Linked DNA regions of Mus musculus: region 2 is linked to region 1. Evidence: chromatin contacts called from public HiChIP or PLAC-seq data. All regions are on one chromosome and are shown on one strand. The core of a region is the stretch at or near the end of the contact, and the rest is flanking DNA. Distances in the headings are between cores, read along the strand shown.

Region 1 (5,279 bases), core at 1,506-4,005:
AGGAAGGACACTGAGTCTGGAAGAGAGCTAGCAAAGAACCAGCCAGAGGGGTAGGGAGTCAGCCCAGTGGATAAGAGCACTTGCTGCTCAATCATGAGTTTAACCAGTATTCACAGGAAAAGTCAGCTATGGCCATGTGGACCTGTAAGTCCATCAATGTGATGGGGGTGGGGGGTGAGAGGTGCAGTTCTGGCTGCTGGTCTAGCAGCAGGTTCAGTGTCTCAAGGGAAGAAGAGTGATAGAGCAGGACACTTGATGTCCTCCTCTGGCCTCCGCCAGTATGCACTGCTCACACGTGTGTGCAAGACACACGTAAACAAAGAAAAAACCAATCAGAATTTCTCACCTACATACAATACATAACACACATATACACACAGTTACACACATATATAAATACATACCTACACATACATTCTCATACATATGTACGTACACACCACACACACTCACACATACACAACCACATATATATACATACATACATACATACATACATACATACACACAATCACATACACAGGTACACACATATATACACACATACACAGACAGACACACACACACATACACATGCGTGCACACAAACACTCTCTCTCTCACACACACACACTCCTCACAGGGTATGTTTTAGGGAAGAACAAGATGCTAGTCTGGTCTCTTCAGGCCTCATAAGGGATCTGAAGGAAGTGAGGAGCCACCTGACTTTGGGAAACCAAGGCTGCCTTATGGAGGCCCATGGGGAGCTCCCCCTTCAGGCCTCTGACCCAAGCTAGACCACACCCTAGGGTGGATCACAGCCTGTTCTCATGTCACAGATAGGACAAGGCCAAGGAGTGGAGAGACAGATGTGAGAATGGACCCATAGGTCCCCAGTGAGCAGGTGGAACAAAGGTCTCCTCTGGGCCCCCAGTCTGGGGCTGGTTTCCTAGGTCTCTGAAGAGCCAAGGTGAGGTTCATACAGAACTTTCTAACTGTGAAGGAAATGTCCACATGAAGAGGCAAGAAGTACCCTAAGAAAGCCAACAGTAATGCCCTCCTATAAGCAAGTTCTTGGGAGTTGGAGGCACAATGATCAGGAGTTCAAGGACAGTCTCGGCCACATAGTTCAAGGCCAAGAGGTCTCAAATACGGAGCAAGGATAAGAGTGGAGGGCGGGTGAGAGCAGACCAGCAGGCAACAGTTCTACTGTGTGGCAGCCCTTACAGTCATCCTACTGGAGTTCAGTACGCAATCATAAATCCTGACAGGGACAGGTTTCCCTCCAGCACTGGACTAAAGCTAAAGCTGGGTTGTCTACAGAACATCCCGAAGGCACGAATGTAAAGCTGAGGCCCTACTTTTCTCCCTCCCAGCGACAGCCCTGCCCACTGAGGGCTGCCTCGAGTAGCATTAATTGATGAATTTATGACCCACTGATGGTGACTAAGGCTCCCGAGGAAGCTCCTGGAAAGATACCTATATCATATGGAAGGGGGCCAGAAAGCCAGTCCTCAGGGGGTCACACACCATTTCCTTGTCAGACAGGCTCTTTCCTGGCCCTCCACAAGTGTCTCCTCCCCTAGAGAAGCTTACAGGCTAAGCCAAATGTCACCTACTCCAAGAAGCCTACCTGGACCCCTCTTGAGTGATGAGGGCCACCTCAGCCTTCTTCGGCCACAGTCTAGCCACGATGTCTTTATCAGTTTATACCCACCTGAATTGTCCCATCAGCCTAGGGGCCCTAGAGGACAGGTCTGGCCTGGCTCATGCCAATGTTCCCAAAGTACTCTGGTCCTTTTCATCATTGTATGACTCTAATGTCACCGTCTACCTGCAGAGAAGCTACTCCTGGAATGGCAGGGATACACACACAGGCCTGTGGCCAGGGGAGTGGCAGAGGACCCAGCTAGCTGTGCCATCTGTCCTGCAGTCACAGGGCAGAGCAGGCCTAAGACAAAGATGTCAGGCTCAGCCAGGTCAGCCTAGGACATGGTGAGAAGCCACAGCACCCGGGGTCCTGCCCAGCTGAAGCTGCGGTCAGGCAAGATTATTATTATTTTTTAAAAATTTATTTATTTGTTTGTTTGTTTATTATTTATATACTACACTGCAACTGTCTTCAGACACACACCAGAAAAGGGCATCAGATCCCATTACAGATGGTTGTGAGCCACCATGTGGTTGCTGGGATTTGAACTCAGGACCTCTGGAAGAGCAGTCAGTGCTCTTAACCGCTAAGCCATCTCACCAACCCAAGATTATTATTTTTTAACTTAGTTGTTTTTATGTGCCTGGGTGCTTTGCCTGCATGTACATCTAGAGCTGTGCCCGATGTCCGTGGAGCCAGAAGAGGGCGCTGGATTCCCTGGAACTGGAGTTACAGGCGGTTTTTAGCCACCATGTGGGTTGCTGGGAATACAACCTGCGTCCTCTGAAAAGTAACAAGTGCTCCCCCCCCCCCGCCCCCCAAGTTATTTACTTCATTTACATTTCAAATGCTATCCCGAAAGTCCCCTATACGCCCCCCCCCCAAACAAGTGCTTTTTAACTACTGAGCCTTCTTTCCAGCCCCTGGACAAGATGGTTTAATCCTCTAACTAGTTCAATAGTTCAAAGTGATGTAAACCCAGGGCCTTGACTCATTTGTAAAGGCAGTTGAACACCGCAGCCTCACAAAGCAGTTAGGGACATTTAGCAGAGGCTCAGCAGACACCATCATCTTACCATCTCACCTGACTGACAAGCCCCGTCACTGAACCACAGAGGAAACCCACAGACAGATAAGAAACGGGAGATGATTATTTACCACCGCCAGTGACATGCAAGTTCTGTAGCCTACCCCAAAGAGGCCTGCAGACGTGGAATCTGGCTCACGGAGCAGGCTGCAGCCTACACAGGCCAAGTGAGTTGGTGCCTCTGAGGCTGATCTCTGGACCCTTCCACTCTCCAGCAAAAGTAGCCGGCAGCTCTCCCAAGGCTCTAAGAGGCAACATAGTTGCACTACAGCCCTAGGCATAGATGAGTGGTAGTACTGCGGCTCAGACTCTGTCATGTGTGCTATGGGGTCAGCTCAGACAGCCTGGGTCGTCCCCCCCCCCACCTACACTCTGTGTACAAGGAATGACAGCAAGTCCACTCACTGGGGTTGCCTCCACAGTCAAACTGAAGCTGAATATGGCCCCAGGCTAGCAACTGCCCAAGCCCAGGCACCTCCTTCAGTGCCTCATGAGCTCCTGGATGGTCCTAACACAACTTCCTGTTGAGACAGGAAGGTAACTAGGACCACTGGGGGCTAGTCAATCAATGAAGACAAGGTCACGGTGGCACACTCCTTTAATCCCTATACTGGGGAGCCAGAGGCAGGCAGATCTCTGTGAGTTCAAGGCCAAACCTTATGGTAACATAAGGAGTTCCAGGCCGGCCAGGGCTACATGATAAGACCCTATTTCAAAGATTGAAATAACTAAAAAATAAACTAAGCCAGGGATCAGAGAACCCCCAGAAAGCTCACAGAAAATAGCCACAATGCTCCAAACACCAACCCAGACCCAAGGCCACTACCGTGGCTTCAACCTCAGCCAACTGGCAGCTTGGCTCAGGCCACTCTACACTCCTGAGAGTCTATTCAGCAGCTCAGATACCTGGCACTCCTCTGCCTTAAATCCTACAAGAGAACAGTTCCCTCTGCCTGGATGAGCCTCCCTGAGACCCACCTCCTCAGCCTCCAGGCCCTTGCTCAGATACCACCTAGTTAGGACCCCGCCCCCATCCTCTCAGTCCCTGCTCCCCAGAGAGCTTGAGTTTAAAGCCCTTCAGTGCCACTTGACAATTGTGTGGCCTCTGGAAGGTGACTTAACCTCTCTGGTTTTGTTTCATCCTTTTTTTTTTTTTTTTTTTTTTTGTGGGTTTGGTTTGGTTCTTCGAGACAGGGTTTCTCTGTGTAGCTCTGGCTGTCCTGAAACTTGCTCTGTAGTCCAGACTGGCCTCAAACTCACAGCTCCACCTGCCTCTGCCTCCTGAGTGCTGGGATTAAAGGTGTGCAGCAGCCACCGCCCAGCCTCCCAATGCATTTTTAATATAGGGCACAAGAGCATTCTCTGCTTCAGAGCTCTAAGGACTGAGTTCATGCATGCTCAGACTCAAGTAGCACTTATTATTACTGATATTCACAGCATTCATGCCAGCTTCCATTGTCGTGGTTTGCCTGCCTTTACAGTCTCTCTATTAGCTCAGCCGCTGGGATCTATGCTGTCACAAGTCAGCATACTCCAGCACCTGCCCTACACAGGTATGCCAATCCCTAGGAAACACCGACATAGGGAACAAAAGAACTGGGCATAACATTCTAAGGGGCATTGTTGACTCTGGAGCCAAGGAGGATGGGGAGTCAAAGGGCAGGTGATGGCTGAGCTGGGTTTGTAAGAATAAATCCAAATCATCAGAGTGAGAACACTTTGGGTGTCTGCCCATGGCTAAGGCTGGGGTTCATATGTGGCTCCCGAGAAAGCTGTTAATGGTTGGTCCTCAATTCTCCTGCAGAGCGAGCCTTCTAGGACCACCACAAGCTCTTCCAGTCCTTGGGGTCAGCCATTTTGAGCTCTTGTTGTATGACAGGCATTAGCATTTTCTGTCTGTAGGCCTCCCCTCCCACACCTGAAGCACCCCTGCCACACAGTGAGGACAACCATCAGAGTGCCACCACACAGTCAGGACCACCATCAGTGTGGTTTGCCAACTCCTCACATTCAGACTCAAGGTTAGGGTACTTTCTAGGGTCACCTAGACACAGGGACTCAGGGACAAACACCTGGCCTAAAGTCACACAGTGAGCAATAGGGTGAAAATGTTTTTTTTTTCCTGTGTATGTTTGCATGTGTTTTATATGAGTGTGTAGTACATGTGAACATGCAGGTGTGTATGCCCATGTGCATGTCTGAGATCGTCTCTATTTTATTGCTTTGAGACAGGATCTCTTACTGAACTGGAAGCTCACTATTTTCTCTAGGCTGAAATCCCAGCCAGTCCCTAGGACCTGCCTGTCCCTACCCTTCAAGGCTGGGATTACAGGCTCACACAGCTATGCCAAGCTCTTTGAATAGGTGTTTAGAATTTGAACTCGTATCTTTTTGTTTGTACATCACATCTCTACCCACTGAGCCAATTTCCCAGACCTGGAAATGAGACCCTAACGTGATAGCGCACACTTGTACTCCCGTGACTCAGGAAGCTGAAGCAGGAGGATCAGGAGTTCGAGACCATCCCGAGCTACAGAGTGAGAATGTCTCAAAACAACAGAA
Region 2 (5,778 bases), core at 2,892-5,391, 520 kb after region 1:
AGTTCCTGCTGCCTTCCTCACCTTGATGGACTGTGACCTTGAACTGTGAGGAAGAATAAAACCTTTCTTCCTTAAATTTACATTTTGTTGGGTACTTTGTCACAGTAATGATATAAGTAACACACACAAACACACATGCACATAAACACATGAATGCATGCATGCACAGACAGGCAGACAGACAGGTACACACACACACATACTTAGTGATATCCCCAGTCCAAGTATGTGTGTGTGTGCGCGCGCGCATGCACATGTGTGTGGTCAAATGCATTGTTGCCATTATTGTTTTGTATTTGGGTTTTTTGTTTGTATTTGTGTTTTGTTTCAAGTTTTTAAGTGTGCTGTTGTTTCTAAACACCAGGGGTCTCCAGCCCCTACAGTGATCTTGTTCATCCTTATGCCTCTGCTTCTCCGTCAGGGTGGGGCTCCATGAGGGTGCAATAAGCCACGGAAGGAAGAGGGCTCTGAACTGTCTCTTATGTCCTTATTTCTTCCGAGGTAGGGTCTCCTGTATCCCCTGACATTCTTGTGGTCCTGCCTCATCTCCCTGGGGCTGGAATTCCAGGCTTCACCACACCTGGTGCTGGGGATTAAGCCTAGGACTTTTACATGCTAGGCAAGCACTTTACTAACTGAGCTGTATGCCCAGCCTCTGTTTGACATTTTCTGTTAAATTAGCATAATACAGACTAGCTGGAAAAGGCAGGGAACGCTAAGTCAAAGTCTAGAGAAATGTCACATCTGCTGACATCTGAGTACTACAACATGTCACGTTCCCTCTGTCTGAACGTAAGAGACACTTGCCCACTGGAGCTCATCTCCCTTAGTCAGAGTCTCCCAGAGAGGCTTTGACGGACACTCCTGCAATTGCAATGCTTTGGAAGCTGAATCTGGAAGATTACAACTTTGAGGCTAGCCTGGGCTATATAGTGAGACCTTGTTTGTCCTTAAGCTGTTAACTCCATCACATTCTGAACATATATAAAGCAGTGAGGGGCCCTCTGGGAGAGCCCTGAGGCAGAGTCCTGTCAGACGGTGCATGTGAGGAGCTTGTCTCAGCCTACACAAGTCCTAGCAGAAGCGTCTAGAAGGCAAGGGTTGGAGGCCAGAAGATAAGAAGTTTCACTTGAGGGGCTGGCTAGATGGCTCAACGGGTAAGAGCACTGACTGCTCTTCAGCTCAGAGACTCTCCTTTCTCTTTCCTGCATTTTCCTAGGTTCACTCCCTGTCTACTGGTTGCTTGCCCTGCCTCTTGACCTATGGTTGACTTTATTTAATCCTATTTACAGAAAGGTCTTGGGTTAAAGGTGTGTGCTAGGGCTGAGCCACACCATAACAAGAGGACGTTTTTGCAGTTCACAATCTTGGGGTTCACAATGTGATCAAATATCCTACAACACTGAACCCTGGGAACCATGAACTTACACAAAACCTTGCCACTCTTAAATTGGTTTGCTTGGGTATTTGTTGCTACAGAAAGTTACCTGGCACTGTTATAGCATCTGTAAGCAAGGGGAGATTTCTTTCTCGGGTAACAGAAAAAACATTGCTTCTGCCTCTAAGGGAGACCCAAGGGAGTATGGGAGTGGGGAGTTGTGTGTGCATGGCTTTTCTACCCAAATGTCTACATCCAATTCTCAGGTTTCCACTTCTCCTGTGTGTGCTGGTACTTTGATGGAGGTGACTAAGAAACTGCCTTGGGGACTCTTTGACACTTGGCCCTCCTAGCAATAAACTGATTTTCAGGCAGCTTTTTTTTTTTTTTTTTGAAAAAAAAAAAAAAACAAAGCAAAGCAAAACAAAACAAAACATAACAAGTCTCCTTCAAAGTTTCTACAGAGACACTATGGTGTCCACAATGTGCCTTAAGATGGCAGCTGGCTGCTCTGACCCTTTTTTCTCAGGGCTTCCAATAAAGCTAAGAAAAACTAGTCTGCAGGCTAAGCACGGTATCATACAGTTTAATCCCAGCACTTTAGGGGGAAGATGCAGGGGGAATCGTTATGAATGCAAAGCCAGCCTGGTCTACAGAGCAAGACCCTGTCTCAAGCAGCGCCTGCCTCTGCTGGGATTAAAGGCGTGCGCCACTACGCCCGGCACCCAGTCTGTTTCTTAACTATTGTCAGCATTGGCCTCTTGCTCTTCCAGGGCCTCAGCACCTTGTCTTCGATGTGCATCTCTTCTCAGAGTCTTTAGGAATTGTGATGCTGCCAGCCTGCCCCTCCCCCCATGTCCCACCCATTGTATCACCAGCCATGGGGCTGCCGCTGCTTTCTGACTCGGGTGCACTGGTTCCAAAGGCTGGGTACTGGGGCTGAGGGGATGACTTGTGGGTCATAGCATGGGGACCCGAGTGCGAATCTCCAGCACCCACATAAAGGGCTAGGTATGGTTATGTGTGCCTGGAACCCCATCATTGGGTTAAGCCCCCCCAGGAGAGACTCTCAAGTGAGCATTTGCCCCTATCAGATTGCCCGTAGGCAAGTCCGTGGGGCATTTTCTTGATTGATGATTGATGTGGTGGGACCCAGCCCACTATGGGTTGTGTCACCCCTGGGCAGGTGGTACCGGGTGGTGTGAGAAGGCAAGCCAGTAAGCAGCATTCCTCCACAGTTGTGCCCTGACTTCCCTCAGTGATGAACTAGGACTGGGACGTGTAAGCCACGTCAACTCTTTCCCTGCCAAGTTGCTTTGGTCATGAAGAAGATGAGGAGCCCATAGCGAGCATTTGGGGTGGCCTTTTCTCAGGGTCTGTAGCTGGAGTAAGATCAGTGGGGGTGAGGTTAGCAGCAAATGAGCGAATGTGAGACAGAAGAGGTGTTGGGCATGCTTGCACGTCTGAGTTCATAAGCTGATGTTCATTCCGGACATTCAACAACAGTGCTCCACATGCACTCTGAGCCCAGTTACCCCCTTATATAATAAGGGCGCCCCCCTCGGGTTTGCAGCATTGTTCTGAGAGTTGGAGGTCCTGCATAGACAAAGCCCCTCCATATGAATTATATTAACTAATGTGTGTTATTACACCTGACAGCTTGCCAGTTAGGAAAACATTATCTGGAGAGACGGCTCAGTGGAGCACTGACTGCTCTTCCAGAGATCCAGAGTTCAATTCCCAGCAACCACATGGTGGCTCACAACCATCTGTAATGGGATCTAATGCCCTCTTCTGGGGTGTGTCTGAAGACAGTGGCATACTCACATACATAAAATAAATAAGCAACTCTTTTTTTAAAAAGAAAAAAAAACATTATCAATCATGACTGATATTCAGAGTATGTTAGAAGTCAAATTGGAAGTACCCTGCAGGTGAAGCTAAAGACACTGGTCTCCTTGTATGAGCTGTGAATCAAGTGTCTGCTGTTTACACTGCTCCCTCCCAGACAGCAAAAACTGTCTAGGGACCCTTTCAGTCCGTGATAGAATACTGTGAACAGTAATTGTATGCTACTGCCTTGGCTGGTACTGGCCACCCGGAGACTAGAACCATTCCGGATCTTTTTGTTCTCAGTGTTCACAGGCTGGCAAAGATAAGCAAACAGAATTCAGGCAAGCATTGCCAAAGCAGGGTGAAGCCCAGGGGATTAGCAGAGCAACAGGAGTCCCAGAGGAGACGATAGCATCCCCTATGGGCAGGGGGAGACAGTTTTCCAAGCCTGGAGGTCCAGGTAGGAAGCAAACCACAAGGTCGCTTGCCAGACTATGCCAATGTTGTTAAGTCCTGCTGTTTTCGAGGTGACTGTCAGACACCTAGGTGGTACAGCTGAGGGGCCAGCCCTCTGTGAACAGTGACAAAAGAACTTCTTTGATTCACAAGCCATCTGCTATGGTGCCTTCCTCGCTGGTTAAGTTTTCATGGCCAGAGAAACCAGGAACTGGTGACCTATTTTCTTTTTCTTTTTCATTTTTCTCTTTGCATAAGTAAAACGTATAAACAATGAGTAAAACACTCCCGAACTCCTGAGAATTCGCCCCACTTCGCCTGTCTCTTTAAGACCACCGAGAGGGCGGGACTCAGCACCGAGTTACTTGGCGCTCCGGTGTCTTCCGCGTTTTCCGAGTCTTCGCTGGGTGACCGCGTTTGCTTTAAGAGAGGAGGCGGTGCTCTGCCCGGAGGAGGCGGAGAAATCTAACACCCTCCCCCGGATCTCCGGCTTCCGGGATTGGACTGACCGGCTACCAGTGCAGAGCATCCCAGGCCCCAACCTTTCCTGGACAGTTGGACCTCTTCCTGAGAGGTGAGGGCGTCAGGGCTTCTGGGTCAGTTGGGGAATCTCCTACCCTCCCTGTCCTCTGTTGCTCAAGCATCCCCCACCACCACCCAAACCCTGTCTGTGCATCCCTAGATCCCTGACTGCAGGGTCGCTAACAGTTAAGAGCTACTAATTGCCTGGCTCTTCGCTAAGCTCCTTACACGCACTACCTTATAGAATGGTTTAGACACCTTCACGAACCCATTTTACAGATGGGGAGCCTCAAGGAGCGCACACACAGCAGAGAAACAACAGAATCGGGACTCAAACCCAGGTCTGTCTGGGACCTTAAGCCGGCTGCACTGGAATGCTTTCCCCACCACCTCTCCCAAACCCTAGGCTCCCCTTCCATTTTCTTCCATCTCCAGGCTGCATCTGGCCCCTAAACATTCACGCGGCAGCGAGTGTCCCCCGCAGCCAGTCTCTTTTTGTTGATAGGACACTCTTCTAACTCATGGTCTCCGAGCTCACCAGATAGTCTAGGATAACCTTAAACTTACTCAGTCTCCTGCCTCCGTCTCCTAGGTGCTGGGATCGCCGGCATGCACCAGATTTTGTAGGTCCTGAGTATTGAACCCAGGACTTTGTACTTGCTAGGCAAACATTCAAATGAGCTACCACACCAGCTTTCGGTTCCTCTGTAGGCTGTCCAGTGTCGCTCTGGATGGTTCTTCCCTGCACTGGGTGGATTCCGCTCACAGATGTCCTGATCACAGGCTGGGCTGGACATCCACTCACAGAGTCCTGAGTGCTTCTCGACTCTCCTGTGTTCAGTTCTCACCCGTCACATACTCTATTCCCAGGTGCAGTTCCCTTATTCTCCAGCTCACTCCTCTTCTTTAACTCCGAGAGGCTGCTCAGCTCTATACCAACTCTCTTCCTGAGCTATATTAATATAAATATCAAGTTGTATGACCTGTGATAGTTATATAAACTATCAGTCCCCGTTGAAAGAGTAGGCAAGTGTGTGTGTGGGGGGGAGGGATTGCTCAGCAGGTAAAGGTGGCTGTCCCCAAGCATGGTCCTAGTCCCATTCTGGGTCCCTAAGGTAGAAGGAAAGAACTGAATCCCATAGCCACAGAAGATAAAGAGATGGTAGTAATCATTTTTAGTTTCTGACCCACTATGTGGGGCAGGCCACCCTTAAACTCACAGAGATGTGCCTCCACAGTGTTGAGGTTAAAGGCATGCACTACCACTACAGCTGGCTCTCAAAATTCTTTTACTATGAATTCTTTTTGCAGAGTGTTCCATTTTCCTAAGCTTACATATTTCTTTGTTTTAGACCCCGGAACGTTTTCTACCTTACCCTTGGGAGAAGAGCCTCTGGCTGAATGGCAGCTGTGGATGACTTACAGTTTGAAGGTACGGCAGGCGGGCCTCCCCCTTTATCTTGTGATCACATTTTCCTCTGCCACAGCTACAAATTTTATTACTGCCACATGCCATACTGTAAAGGATTTTATTTCAATCATCTTGGTAAGAGGCTGTTGGGCACGCCCAGGTTTTTCTAGTTTGCTTA

Evidence for each region. HiChIP or PLAC-seq counts read pairs in DNA pulled down with a chosen protein or histone mark.
Region 2: a contact with region 1 is called in an H3K27ac HiChIP or PLAC-seq map of embryonic stem cells, with 5 times the contacts expected there. The contact joins the promoter of Yipf1 here to the enhancer-like site in region 1. A contact is called at or near these places in 1 of 39 promoter capture datasets (embryonic stem cells), 1 of 484 Hi-C or Micro-C datasets (CD4 T cells), 9 of 115 datasets of contacts at active chromatin or transcription factors (astrocytes, bone marrow-derived macrophages, embryonic basal ganglia and 3 more) and 4 of 9 other capture datasets (adipose tissue, embryonic stem cells, liver and 1 more).

The regions. Positions count from the first base shown.
Region 1 is chr4:106,791,691-106,796,969 of GRCm38.p6, forward strand. All of the region lies in intron 1 of Acot11 (acyl-CoA thioesterase 11), which reads right to left. Among named protein-coding and RNA genes, the nearest start is that of Acot11, 5.5 kb to the right of the region's middle. Within about 2 kb of position 2,756, at least 56 of the 459 cell types and tissues checked have an H3K27ac peak or open chromatin away from gene starts, as enhancers often do.
Region 2 is chr4:107,310,222-107,315,999 of GRCm38.p6, forward strand. It overlaps Yipf1 (Yip1 domain family, member 1), which reads left to right and starts at 4,142. Exons shown (of 10, transcript NM_145550.3): 1 at 4,142-4,241; 2 at 5,542-5,621. The coding sequence starts at 5,591.